2 separate regions of the Sus scrofa genome follow, and region 2 is linked to region 1. Evidence: chromatin contacts called from public HiChIP or PLAC-seq data. All regions are on one chromosome and are shown on one strand. Each heading gives the region's core, a stretch centred on a gene start, on an enhancer-like site or on the middle of the called end of the contact. The rest is flanking DNA. Distances are from core to core; before and after follow the strand shown. Region 1 overlaps GAB2 (GRB2-associated-binding protein 2). Region 2 overlaps GAB2 (GRB2-associated-binding protein 2).

Evidence for each region. HiChIP or PLAC-seq counts read pairs in DNA pulled down with a chosen protein or histone mark.
Region 2: an H3K27ac HiChIP or PLAC-seq map of alveolar macrophages shows a contact between it and region 1. The contact joins two enhancer-like sites. A contact is called at or near these places in 4 of 47 Hi-C or Micro-C datasets (embryonic fibroblasts, epiblast stem cells, heart right ventricle and 1 more) and 2 of 2 datasets of contacts at active chromatin or transcription factors (alveolar macrophages and skeletal muscle).

What each region holds. Positions count from the first base shown.
Region 1 is chr9:12,707,890-12,714,771 of Sscrofa11.1, reverse strand. All of the region lies in intron 2 of GAB2 (GRB2-associated-binding protein 2), which reads left to right. Among named protein-coding and RNA genes, the nearest start is that of USP35, 130 kb to the right of the region's middle. Within about 2 kb of position 3,376, at least 27 of the 83 cell types and tissues checked have an H3K27ac peak or open chromatin away from gene starts, as enhancers often do. A contact at or near this core is called in alveolar macrophages and skeletal muscle, where this site is marked.
Region 2 is chr9:12,831,094-12,837,975 of Sscrofa11.1, reverse strand. The region is part of intron 1 of GAB2 (GRB2-associated-binding protein 2); the gene reads left to right. Among named protein-coding and RNA genes, the nearest start is that of GAB2, 17 kb to the left of the region's middle. Within about 2 kb of position 3,070, at least 10 of the 83 cell types and tissues checked have an H3K27ac peak or open chromatin away from gene starts, as enhancers often do. A contact at or near this core is called in alveolar macrophages and skeletal muscle, where this site is marked.

The DNA.
Region 1 (6,882 bases), core at 2,127-4,626:
GGACGAGAGCTCGTCTCTGCCTTGGCTGGGTGGCTATCCAGCCCCGGGCAGCCCAGAACTCTCCCTTCGTACAGCGCTGCTCTCCCTGAGCTGGGCCTGTTGAGGACAAGCCAGTCACGCGGGTGTGAGCGTTGGCACCTGTCTCATGGGAGGCGGGTCCTCTACTAGCGTCCCAACCCTCAGTGGCCGTGGAAGAATGAGAGCTCTGTGTGGAGCATCCACACCATGCAAAGTAGGGACTTTCTGCTCATTCCCCCACTGAAAGTTCTCAGTAATCCTTTGAGATGACAACAATGTCGATTCGAGGTCACAGCTAGAAAATGACAGGGCTGGAGGAGTTCCCGTCATGGCGCAGTGGTTAACGAATCCGACTAGGAACCATGAGGTTGCGGGTTCGGTCCCTGCCCTTGCTCAGTGGGTTAAGGATCCGGCGTTGCCGTGAGCTGTGGTGTAGGTTGCAGACGCTCAGGTCCCGCGTTGCTGTGGCTCTGGCGTAGGCTGGTGGCTACAGCTTTGATTAGACCCCTAGCCTGGGAATCTCCATATGCCGCGGGAGCGGCCCAAGAAATAGCAACAACAACAACAACAACAAAAAAAAAAAAAAAAAGACAAAAGACCAAAAAGAAAATGACAGGGCTGGGCTTCTTTTTTTTTTTTTGTCTTTTTGCCGTTTCTTGGGCCGCTCCTGGGATCCGAGCCTCGTCTGCAACCTACACCACAGCTCACGGCAATGCCAGATCCTTAATCCACTGAGCAAGGCCAAGGATCGAACCCACAACCTCATGGTTCCTAGTCGGATTCGTTAACCACTGAGCCATGACGGGAACTCCTGCCTTTGCTTTATAGTATGCTCTCTCTCTGTCCCAGTCCTCCTGGAAGAGGACCATCTGCCAGAAACCAAGCCCGGCTATTTTTGCACCTGTGGACACCTTGTGTGATATTGGAAGTTCTCCTTCACCCCATCCACTCAGGTCCTGTAAGTGGCTCAGGTTTCCCTCCTCACCACCTCCTATGACTCCGAATCCTTGGGCAGAACTCTTCCAAGAATTTAGTGACTTCTAGAGCTCTAATCCAGGCATCAGGATCTGTCGGTGAATCCATAGGCTGGGGGCGAGGATGCCTGAGCTCGGGTAACTCTGGAAGAGTGTGAACAAGTCCCTTGATGAGGTTTCAGTTTTCTTCCTTCAGATAGAGAGAAAGTCCTTATCTAACCCAGTGGTTCTGCTTCTGTGTGGGTTCATCAACACAGACCTTGACTCCGGCAGCCCCTCGAGTTTCCTGTCTCCCAAAGGAACATTGTGTTCGACATAAAGGCATCCCCCAAAAGCGTGAGTTCTCTTCTCTGCTTGCTGTTGGTCCTGTAACAATCTCTTCCCATGGGGAACCTCCCGCAAGCAGATACTCCTTTCTCCTTTATTATTATTATTATTTTTTGAGTTGTAATAGGACCTGTTTTTTAAAAAGAAAGAGAAAAAACAAATAACTTGTGTTTCTCACTTTCAGCTGGAAGAGCTTCTATGGCAGATGGCATCTTTTTTTCATTCTTCTTGCCATCCTCAGCTTCTTCCTTTTGCTGCCACTCTCCAGTTCCTCACACATCCCAGCCAGAAAGGCCTAGGCTAAAACCTGTCTAGGATCCAGACCAGACCAGGAGGGACACTGGGTCTGAATACTGACATAAGGTTAAAGGAAAGCCTCCTGACAGAGGACTCTTTCCAAAAGGCAAACCAGGGATGATGCCCAGAAAGAAAACGCGACTCTGAGAATGAATATCAAGGTTTCATATCATGTGTGTGGAGTCTGCTTGTTGTTCATTTGTTTAGAGTATGTGTGTGTGTACACGTGCACAAGCAACAGTGAGAACCCCATCTTCCTTTGGGGATCAGAATAGCCTTCCTGTCCTCCGGGGCAGGGAGCAGAAAGCTGCCCTGAGCTGTGTTTCCGAGCAGCCGGGTCCAAGTGCTCGCATTTGTGGCCCAGTTGTGGGCAGCTGTCCCTGACCCGCTGTACCACACACGAAAAGGCAGCAGCTCCTAGCACAGAGCTTGCATGAATTATTCATGGGCTCAGGAGCCATCCTCTGTTAGGAAAGCCCTCAGCCCTTTGAGTCCTCTGAGCTGAGGGCTTCTTCTTCCCCGTTGTCACCCTCTCTCCTCTATTCCGTAACTGGTCCAGGGCCTGCGCAGCCGCTCGCTCTCACGTGCATGCTGGAAGGTGTGCTAGCTGGTCTCGAGTCCCAGCCCTGCTGTTTATTTGCTCTGCAATGTTGAATAAGGACCTCTTATCTCTTTGAGGTGTTATCATCCAAAGTGGAGATGGAGCTCCCTCTCTCGCAGAGGGCTTGGGAGGAAGCTGGGCAAGTGTAGAGGCGCACGATGTGAGCAGTGGCTGCTTGTTTCCCAGCTCTCTGTGTCACGTTTGTGGTGAAAACGGTGATCTTTCTATCTGTAGGTCAAGATGAACAGGATATGATTTAAGTATCTTGTGTTTTTAGAGAACTTTTCAGTCTACAAAACACTTATGCAGTCTCCTTTGAGGATAAAGAAACAAAATAAGATAGACAGGGCTGCTAGCATTATTCCTACAGGCAAGCAAGGAAGCTCAGGTCTAAAGGCACTACCCTTGCCAGAAAGCAGTGTTGCCAGGTCAAGAATCCCAGGCTTTTAGCTCCATCGTGGGGCTAAGTGCTCTAACTCCTTCTCATTTATCTGAACCCCTTTTCACAGACCTGTTTACTGTGGCAACTTGTAAATCACAAAATAGCCAGCAAGGAAGAGGAGCGAGAAGTTGATAAGTCACTGAGAACTAAACATTTGGAAAGTCAAGTGCTATCTGTACATTAATATTAATCTCTGAGGGCTAAATTAGCAAGATAACATGATCCGTCTCAGAGCAGCCAACTACTGTGAAGTAGAGCTCGGGGAGTTTAAGTCACCAGAACCCTGTTTGTAATTCTTAAAGATTTTGAAATAAGGCCAGAGCCGCCTCCATATCCTGTCTGTTATTGTAGCTTTTTCCTTCTCAAACTCCCTGGCAGGAATGTCACAGTGGTCGCATGACTAACTCTATGCAAAGACAAGGTCCCTGAGTTCCAACCAACTGTTCTTTATCTGTTCCCCATCTTTTCTGTATGAAAATTTGGGGAGAGACTGCCTTCCCTTAAATATTCTGTAAACATTTGAACTTCTAGTAATTCATGAATTTCCCCGGGAACTCAAGAGCAGAATTATTCCAAGTCCTGGGGTCAAACGATACCCATAGGAGTGCTTTGGGGGAAGTGTTATCGGGGTCTTCAAACAGCTCCTTCCTCTCCAGAGAGAATGATTGGTGCCTTCAAGTTCAGGACCCGTTACTCCAGCTGGACTTCTGAGAGCGGGGAGGGCTGCGGTGGAGCCGGGCGGTCCATTCCAGTGCCTTCGGGTGACCTGGTCCTTCTCCCCTGACTAATGAGTGGAAGAACCAGAGGAGAAGCAGGGTTTGGGGGGAGTGGAGGAGGGTGGGGACGAAAGAGACCTCAGCCTTTCTCTCATTCCTGGGAGGCCTTTTCCTCCTTTCTTCCCTACACTACCCTTTTTTTTTAACTGAGTTCAGATCTCTCGACTCCTCTGGGGGACCCTTGTTGGAAGCTTAGAGCAAATGTGGAGGTGATAACGTGGCTTCTCCCCAGGCCGGCACAGGTCCCCTGAGGAGCCAAGAGCAGAGCGGAGCCTGACCCGGGCCCCAGCCCAGAGGCGGAGGCTGCGGGCTGAATCACCCACCCTTCTTTTCCCACTGAGACAATGAGGAAAATAAACATCCAAACCAGTTTCCAAACAGATCTGAAATCCTCACGCCTTAAAAAAAAAAATAACCCTGAAGTATCAGACCTTCCTCCTCGATCTTTTGTTGGTTTGTTGTTGTTTCTGTCTGCAGCTGGGTCTGGTCACCCTGAGAGTAGGCCTTGAGGTGGGACATGAACTCCATAAAGTCCCCACAGACACTTTGGCTTTATCCTAGAGCAGGCTCAGGCCCTGCAGCAAAGTCCAGACCCTCCGGAGGAGGAAGGGGAGACAGGAGGAAACCTGACCCTCTCCTCTTCATTCTAAGCCTTGATCCTCCTTCCTGCTCTCCCTTGTATACCAGGCACTCCTCCTCACCTCCAAACCCCCCCGCCCCCTGCCGCCAGCCAGCATAGACTCAGTCTAGTGTTACCTGCCAAACCCACAGGCTGTTAGAAATGAGAGTGTTTCATCGAAGCTCCTCAAGACCAGAAGCTTTGGATAGCTCCCAAACAGCCCATAAGATGCTCCCCCTTTTTTGTTTTTTGAGTGCTTCTTATTATCTCTGTGAAGAAAAGTAATAAATCATTGTTGAATTGGTCCCAGACCAGATTCCAAAGCCCAGTGAAACTCTCATTTTTTTGCTAAAGATAGAATTAGGACTTTGAATTTAGTGGTAAGGTCACCTTGAACCTCTGAAGCTGGGTTTCGTTTGTTTGTTTGTTTGTTTCTTTCTTTCTTGTTTTTTGGGGTTTTTTTAGTGCCGCACCTGCAGCATATGGAAGTTCCCAGGCTAGGGGTTGAATTGAATTGAGCTGCCGGCCTATGTCGCAGCCACAGCAACTTGGGATCCAAGCCACATCTGCTACCTATGCCACAGCTCATGGCAACACCAGATCCTTAACCCACTGAGCGAGGCCAGGGATTAAATCCGCATTCTTAGATACTATGTTTCGTTACTGCTGAGCTACAGTGGGAACTCCTGAGGCTGTTGGTTTTGATAAACCACTTCGTTATGTAGAGTTCTACATAGGACTCTGAACTCTGCAGAATCAGTGGGTATGCTCATCTTTATCTAGAATCTGAATTGGGAGTCAAAGTTCTGAGTTTTGGTGTGGTTTTTTTTTTTTTTTTTTTTTTTTTTTTTTTTTTTTTTTTACTGCACCCATGGGGCATGGAAGTTTCCAGGCCAGGGAGTGAATCAGAGCCACAGCTACAGCAATGCCAGATCCTTCAACCCACTGTGCTGGGCCTGGGATTGAACCCGTACCTCTGCAGTGACCTGAGCCACTGCAGTGTGATTCTTAACCTACTGCACCATTGTGGGAACTTCCCAACGTCCTGGTTGGAGATTCCCAGGCTAGGGGTTGAATCAGAGCTGTAGCCACCGGCCTACACCAGAGCCACAGCAACGCGGGATCCGAGCCGCGTCTGCAACCTACACCACAGCTCACGGCAACGCCGGATCGTTAACCCACTGAGCAAGGGCAGGGATCGAACCCGCAACCTCATGGTTCCTAGTCGGATTCGTTAACCACTGCGCCACGACGAGAACTCCCGTCCTGGTTTTTAATTTCAATTTTGTCACGGATTCATTGTGTAAATCTTGGTCTCGACAGTAAACTAGGAGTTTGGGGACTAGTGATTTTCAAACTTTGGATTTTTTTTCATTGCTTGTTAACTAAATCTTAAGCGGAACACAGTGTGTGAAACAGGTGAGTGGGAGCTGCTTTGAACATCGCAGGGGATGGAGTCCAGCAGGGCAAGCTCGAGCTGGACGCAGATGGCCCGGCCCTCCTTCTCACCCAGGGTGGCCTGGGACGGCTGGAGCACAGCGTGGAAACACTGGTCTGCAGCAGATACTTCAAAACAGGCACCCACAGACCAGTGCTGAGCTATGAAAAATTGCCTCAAATCACAACAAAAAAGGAAACACAGGAGGAAGATAGAGTCAGTTTTCATAAAGCCAAATGTAGTCAGATTTTAAAACCTCCCTACATGCAGACATTCTCTTTGCATGGATGTGCACATTTGTTAAAGTGTTCTTGTGTGTGTGTGTGTGTGTGTGTGTGTAGTGACAGTCATAGTAAATAATAGTTTTTCCATATTTGACACAATTAAAAATTGTGAGCCCTGTGTGTCGGTTTTTAAGGTGCACATACAAACAAAGAGGCAGTGTTTTCACTCCTCTGTAAAATGGGAGTGACCTAGAGGTTTTGCTGCTGTCAAGGCCACCTGATTCCTAGCCGCTGCTTCTGTACCCATGGCCAGAGGCCCTTGGACTCTACTTTCAAGTTGACGCCCACCCTGCACCCCAGCATACAGTCAGGGCTCTGGGATCCCCCATCCTTTCTGCTTAGTTCTGACCCTCATCCTGTGCGTGAGCTCGGGTCAGCCCTGGGACTTTGCCGACTCTTCCCATTCTTGAGTCATCCCTGTTAACTTGACTGTCGTCTCACATTCCACCCAGGACTGGACCCTCTTCTGCTTCTCTTTAGTCCCCCTCAGAGACCACAGTCTTACCCAAACCCTTAAGTGGGTGTCTGGAGCCCCACTACCCAGTGGCTGACTTCTGAGCAGCCAGTGGTCTGTCTGCCTGAATTTCTGAAGAAAAATCCATCTCTGCTTTCCCTAAACATGCTTCTTCCTCTTGGATGCTGCTGCCCACATCTCTGGGTGATGCCCACTTGCTGTGTCTGTGTTCACTCATTCAGCACATTGAGTACCTGCTTTTGCCAGGTCTTGTTCTGGGGACCTGTGCCAGAGAAGAGTGAAAGCCGTGGCCCCACGCTTAGTGACCTCATGCACTTTGTCAGATCCTCCAGTTGAGGTTCCTTCTGCCCACACTAGTGACCTGCCTGCCACCTCTGTGTGCAGTTCTAGGACCTGGGGACTTCAGTTTTCATCAAGATTTGCCTGCTTTTAACTGAACCACTCCTGGCTATGTGCCAAGATATAGCTAGCACATAAAAAAAAAAAATTGAGGTTAACCTCAAGTGTGAAAAGAAAAAAGTTTTTTTTTTTTTTTCAATTTCTGAATTTCATTTCAGTATCCAGCCCTTACCTGGCTAGTGACGGAAATGAAAGTTTTAAACAACTGAGGTCGAAACTGATCCATATAGGA
Region 2 (6,882 bases), core at 1,821-4,320, 120 kb before region 1:
CTTCCTGGTTTCCTCTGGAAGGACATGTGTTGTCCGCATCATCGCAGCACACCTCTGTGTAGCTCTTAGAGTACGGCTCTGTGACTGCTTTTGGATCTCTCCTCTTCATTGCGGGCGCCTCAAAGGCAGCGGTTTTTCTTCTTTGACCTCTCACATTTGGCACAAAGGCGCTCAGACAGGAGGTAGGATGATGAATGGGAAGCATCCTTTCTCTTTGCTCATAAACAGTTTATCGAGGAAAACAGACGTCTAAACTTTCTGAATATACTGGAGAGTGTCCTGCTACACTAGAGGCTGTGGAAAGCATTGCAAGAGGGTAGAATAGAGGGATTCATTTCCCTTCAAGTAGGGCCGTATCAGGGAAAGCTCCAGAGAAGATCTGACAGTGGGGCCGGGCTTTGCAGGATGAGTAAGAGTTCATCCGGCGGGTGGGAGAAGAGCATTTCAGGTAACGAGAGCAGCCTGGCTAAAGGTCTAGAGATACAGGCACGTGAATGTCGAGGGAAGGTATATGGAATAAGGCTCAGGCGGCCTCCTCTGTTCTCCCCAAGGGCCCATCTTTATTGCTTTTATTCACCCTGGTGCCTTTGCTTTGTCTGGAATATCTCTCCCAGTCGGCCTGGACCGTATCAGTCATTCTGCAAGGTTATTGAATGGTTAATATACATCCTGCTCCAAGGAAAATAGGCAGAAATGGGTGCATGGAAAACTCTAAATGGCATCTTGGGAATGTTAGCCCCGAATGGAAAATCTAAACAAGAGAGGGGTTATCTTTCCCAAATTCTCTTTGGACTGCTGAGATTCCGAATAACTGAGACCGTTTCTATTACAGCAGCTGTAGATAAAAGAGTCTTAACAGTCACAAAAGTATTACAATTTATTTAGTCCCCTCCCTTTGTGATAGGGTAACAGTTTCTCTCAAACCAGGCTTAGACCGTCAAAGAAAATATAGCTTCCTATCTTTTAAAATAACTAACCCGCTTTTCTGTCAGTTCTCGCCTATTGTTCCAATTTCTTTTGCTTCGTGATAAATTTTTGGACATGATAAGGCATGCCCCAAACTTAGTGGCATAAAACAACCATTTTATTTTGCTCACAGATTCCATGGGTCAAAAATTCGGACAGGGCATGGCAGGGACTTGTTTCTGCTCCCACATTTCTGGAGCCTCAGCTGGGCCAACTTGAATGGCGAAGTGTCCCTCAACCGCGAGGAACTGGCATCATGTGAAAGTGTCTTCGCTCTCACAGCGGTCAGCAGGGCCGGAATGACTCCAAGGCTCCACTCGGCTGGGCTGTTGACTGGGAGCTTCTACAAGTGGCCTCTGCTTGCAGCCTGGGCTTCCTCCCGTGCGGCAGCCTCTAATCGTCTTACAGGGCATCTTAGAGCCACTTCCTACCTGGTGGCTCGGGCCTTAGTGGCCAACATGGAAACTTCGTGGCCTTTTTTAATGGCCTCACTTTAGAAGTCATACAGTGTTACTTTTGCCGGACTTTGGAGGTCAGTGGAGTTTCAAGCCCACTCAGATTCAAGGAAAGAGAAACATAGACCCCCACTTTTTGGTAGATGGAAGCTCAGAGAATTTGTGACTTTTTTTTTTTTTTTTGTCCTTTTAAGGCAGCTACCCACGGCATATGGAGGTTCCCAGGCTAGGGGTCAAATCAGAACTGTAGCTGCTGGGAGTTCCCTTCGTGGCGCAGTGGTTAACGAATCCGACTAGGAACCATGAGGTCTTGGGTTCGGTCCCTGGCCTTGCTCAGTGGGTTAAGGACCCGGCGTTGCCGTGCACTTTGGTGTAGGTTGCTCTGATCCCGCGTTGCTGTGGCTCTGGCGTAGGCCAGCGGCTACAGCAACACAGGTCCCCCAACCCACCGAGCTAGGCCAGGGATGGAACCTGTATCCTCATGAATTCATCGGTTTCGTTACTGCTGAGCCATAATGTGAACTCCTGGCCATTTTTTAAAGCCGCTGTAAAACATCTTAACTTTTCAGGATAAACAATCTCCTTTGACTCTTTTCAAAGTTCAACTTGCTAAGTCAGAAAGAGAAAGACAAATACCTATGATTTCACTTATATCTGGTACCTAATATATGGCACAAATGAACCTTTCCACAGAAAAGAAAATCATGGACATGGAGAACGGACTTGTGTTTGCCGAGGGGGGTTGGTGGGATGGATTGGGAATTTGGGTGAGTAGATAAAACTGTTGCCTTTGTAGTGAATAAGCAATGGGATCCTGCTGTATGGCAGTAGGAACTCTATCTAGTCACTTATGATGGAGCATGATAATGTGAGAAAAAGAATGTATACATGTATGTGTGACTGGGTCCCCTTGCTGTACAGTAGGAAATTGACAGAACACTGAAAACCAACTATAATTGAAAAAATAAAAATCATTATAAAAAAAAAGTTCGGCTTCCTAATCAGAGCCCTTTGAGTAAACATTTCATTCTCCAGAGTTCTGCCCACTGGCCATTCTCCACCCCTAAATCTTGTTCAGTCAGGGCAGGGTTGGTTGGTTGGTTTGTATGTTTGCTTTTATATCATTTAGCTCAAAATCCTTAGCAGCCTAGAACCATGTCGCAAATAATTGATGCTTAATGCCTGTTACTGACAGCTTAATAAGAAAGCTTACTTTGTGGGAGTCAGAGCGAAGAGGCCAACTGTGTGGCCATCCCCGTTGATGTCTGTGCTGTGTCTGCTTCACTGTCTTGTCTGGAACATATGCTGGAATTGTCCACTGAGGTGTATCTAGTACTGTCTGTCCTTTGGGAGTCATGTACAGGAACCCACCATGGCAGTTGTGGTCGTCTGTCTCAAAGTCCCTGAGCACAGAGAACTCTCTGCTCCAACGGCACACCTCTGCTGGTCTCCCAGTCTCTTAGCAACAACTAGATGCCCTGCATGCCATGCTCAGGCTTTAGGAAACGAGCAGGGCTGCCCCAGCTCATCTTTCTGACCTTCTCCTGCTGCTGCAGGCAAGGCCTTGCTCGCATACCATGTATTGGCACAGGGCTGAAGATTGAACCTCAGTGACCTGAAGGCCACCCCATGTTATGTATGGAAACTGGAGTCTCAGTATTTCTGAAGCGCCATTGCTCCCTGAGTTCGAGAAGGAATGTGTATGTGAAGGGGACTCTGTCCTTGTTGACCTGTTCTACCCCCTTCCTCCCTCTTAAGGCCAGACGAGGCGGGCTTCTCTTTGACTTCCGCTTCCATGGCTGAGGCTTCTCCTCTATCACATCCTCCTTTCCAAGCCAAGCTTCGCTGCGAAGAAGGAGGCGCTTTATAGATGGAGCACGTGAAAAGAAACTGCTCTGTCAACAGGGGAACACAAATTAGGAAGCATTTCAAAAATAGGTTAACAGTTATTCTCCCTTATATCGATGCCCAAGTAAAATGACCTCAGCTCGTTAGACCAGCTTCCTTCTACCAGACGTATTTTCACAGCTCCGCTACCTCAGGGGCGCTTGGAGAGTCCGTCTCTGGAAGGCGTGAGTGCATTGTCAGCACTCTTTAAGTGCTGCCCTGTCCTTGTTGCTGACTATAAAAAAGTGAATCCTTGAGTGTCAGCTTTCTCTTCAGTCGAATTGAGATTTGGTGCTGGTCTTCTGATTGACAGCTGTCACAAGTTTAGCACGACTGTTAAATGAAAGCTTCGACCATATGCATGGAAACCAGTTTCCCGTCCCATTCTTCCTGAAGGTTCCTAACACTGTTTCCAGAGGACCTGGGGAGCTTTAAAAAATACAGATGCCAACCTGCTATGGTCTAAATAGATCAGAACCTCTGACGGATGGGGCCCAGGGATATGTGTAAAAAGTTAATTCATGTGATTTGTGCACCCCCTGATTAAAAACCTCTGCAAAGAAAAAGGCTGAATATGCAAATACATTGTAGTGTGCTGGGAGCAAGTCCTTTGGTGAGACTGTCTGAGGCTTTTGTTTAAGTTGGACTTGACCGAGTTAGAAGTCTCTTTATTTATAGCTTGCTGTTGTGGGCTCCAAGGTAATAGCCTTGCCAAGCCCTGTTTCTCATCCAAGCCCTTTGTAAGCTGAGGGGACAGATGCGCAATGCCTCCTTGCTTGCATGCACGTCCTGATCAGGGTTTTCTATGAACTGGATTTGTGGTCACTGAGCCTTGAGCCAGCAAGTGCTATATGCTCTTTTGTTATTGCACTTGACGTGCATGGTGCTAAATGTAAACTGTCTGTCTAAAGCTGCCTGATCCTAAATTGATGAATCTGTGTCATGGTGGATACAAAGGGATCTATATTATCCCGAAGAGAACAAAATGGCATTATCTTATCCTTGTAGGAAGTTATTGTGCAATGAATGCTTAAAATGTCTGCCAGGTGCAAGGACCTGTGCCAGGCAGGGTGAGGGATGAGTAGTTTAACAGGAATAATATGAAAGGGATAGTATCAGAAACCCCTGAGGATTTGGGTCAAAGGGGCTTCAACTTTATGTCTCAGGTTTTAATATATATATATATTTTTTTTTTTTAGCTTTATTAAGATATCATTAACATACCATAAAATTTGCCATTTTAGTGTTCAATTCAGTTTTTTTAGTATAGTTCACAAAGTTGTACAACCAGGAGTTCCCATTGCAGCTCAGTGGGTGGAAAACTCAACATAGGGTCCATGAGGATGCGGATTTGATCCTTGGCCTCGCTCGGTGGGTTGAGGATCCAGTGTTGCCACAAGCCGTGGTGTAGCCTGCAGATGCAGCTTGGATCCGGCGTTGCTGTGACTGTGGTTTAGGCCTGTGGTTGCAGCTCCAGTTCAGCCCCTAGCCCGGGAACTTCCATATGCTGCAACTGCAGTTGTGGAAAGTAAAAAAGGATTTTTTTTGTTTCTTTTTTTTTTTTTTAAAGTTGGACAGCTATCACCACTATCTAATTCCAGAATATTCTTGCCCCAAAAGAAAACTCCATACCCATGAAGCAGCCGCTCTTCACTCCCTCCTCCCCAAAACTCAGGGCAACCACCCGTGCGTTCTGTCTCTGTGGACTTGCCTATTCTGGATATTTCATAAAAATGGAATCATATGCTCTACAGCCTTTTATGTCCAGCTCCTTTCACTGGGCATAAAGATTTCCAGGCTCATCTGTGCTATAGCATTTATGCACTTCATTCTTTTCTGTATGAATAATAATCCATTGTGTGAATACATCACATTTTGTTTAAAAGTTTAACGTAATTGTTGAAATGAATGCTTGGGTGATTTGAATGGAAACCAGTTTCCCATCCCATTCTTTCTCTAAAGACCCAGTGGAATTGTTAGGTCATATGGTAACTCTGTGTTTAACTTTTTAAGGAGCTGCCAAATGGTTTGTCTTATTTTTTTATAAGAAGAATATATTCATGTACTATTTTTGTAGTTATGAATCAATTTTTAAATTACTTTAAAAATAGACCAGAAAGTATTAGAGGGGATGCTAAGAAGTGTGTATATCCAGTGCTAATTGTGTCCTCTGGAACTCCCCAAGTTCTGTTGCTTTTTAATTTTCGATAAAGTCATAGAAGCCAGACAGTAGAGGAGCTGTGTCCCTTCTATCAGAGTCTCTAACAGAAAAGCTGGAGTAGAAGGTGGACTCCTTCTTCACATCCATCTCAGCTGTTTCCTCCCCAGCAAGATAGGATCTTCCCTGTTCTGATCTCAGAGCATGTTGATTGAGACTCTTCACTTTCAGCACATTCTGCCAAGGCACTGATAGTGTATATACCTCTCTCCCGCTAGATTTAGAAAAAGTCTTGTGCTCCTGTTTGTAGCCCCCATAGAGCATATGCTCAGTATATAACCATTAAATAATAATCTGAATTATATTAACATCCTGAGACTTTTCTGCTTGATAATAAGAGGAAAATTCCTTTGTGACCAAGATCCCTAGTTCGTGTCTCTGTTATGTGGAGTTGCTCACTCTTCTGTTTCTAACCAAGGCTGTATGGTTTAAGGCAAGGTTTTAAAGAGCTGATTTTTTTTTTCTTTTTAACAAAGTGAAAGTAAGCAGGACTAGTTGTGGGAATAGGGTTAATGCATCACTTATCATGAAGCTATATTATCTAAGCGTATCCATAACTCTGCGGGCAGGAGGTTGGTAGAGAGCATCTGAGGAAAGATTAGAGAAATTATTTTCTTAGAATATATTGTGAATAAATTGTTTATGTGTTATGTATGTAAACACACACATATATAGGTATATAGAGAAAAACACGTATGGATTTGCCTGTTATACACAGATTTGTCCATTCATGTGTACGTGGATACTGTTCTGAGCATGTCTTGTGTATTATTTAATCTTCACAGCAGCCCTATGAGATGGGCACTTCTATTTTCTCTATTTTATGGTTAAGGAACTGAGGAATAGGGAAATGAGGAAATTTGCTAAGTTTTCTCCATTAGAAAAGAAAGGAAATAGATTTTTACCCCAAGCAATCTAGCCTCTCGATGTAGAATAAGCACATGTTTTTATGGGATAAATCTGAGTTTCGATCCTGGCTCTGCTGTTTCATAAGAACATGGCCTTGGACAAGTTATCTCTCTGAGCCTCCTTTCTGCAAGGGATAATGGGCAGATTGGGAGTAAAGTTCTTCATTCCACTTTAATTCCCTTAGCTCCTTCTTTGTGGATATGTCTTCACTAACATTACACAACCTGACGGTGGAAAGATAGGAGAGTGATGGCAGATTTCAACTGAAATTTCTTGGGCGTTGGTTGTGTAACACGTCAGCTGCTCAGCATGTCCTTTTCTGGACATGTTGACGACTTTGCTTTGAAAACTCACTGAGAGACCACTTCATTCTGACCCAGTGGGAAAGAGCTTGGCAATAGGAACCTGGTGGGAGTTTGGGAATGTGATGGTCAATTCAGTTTGCTA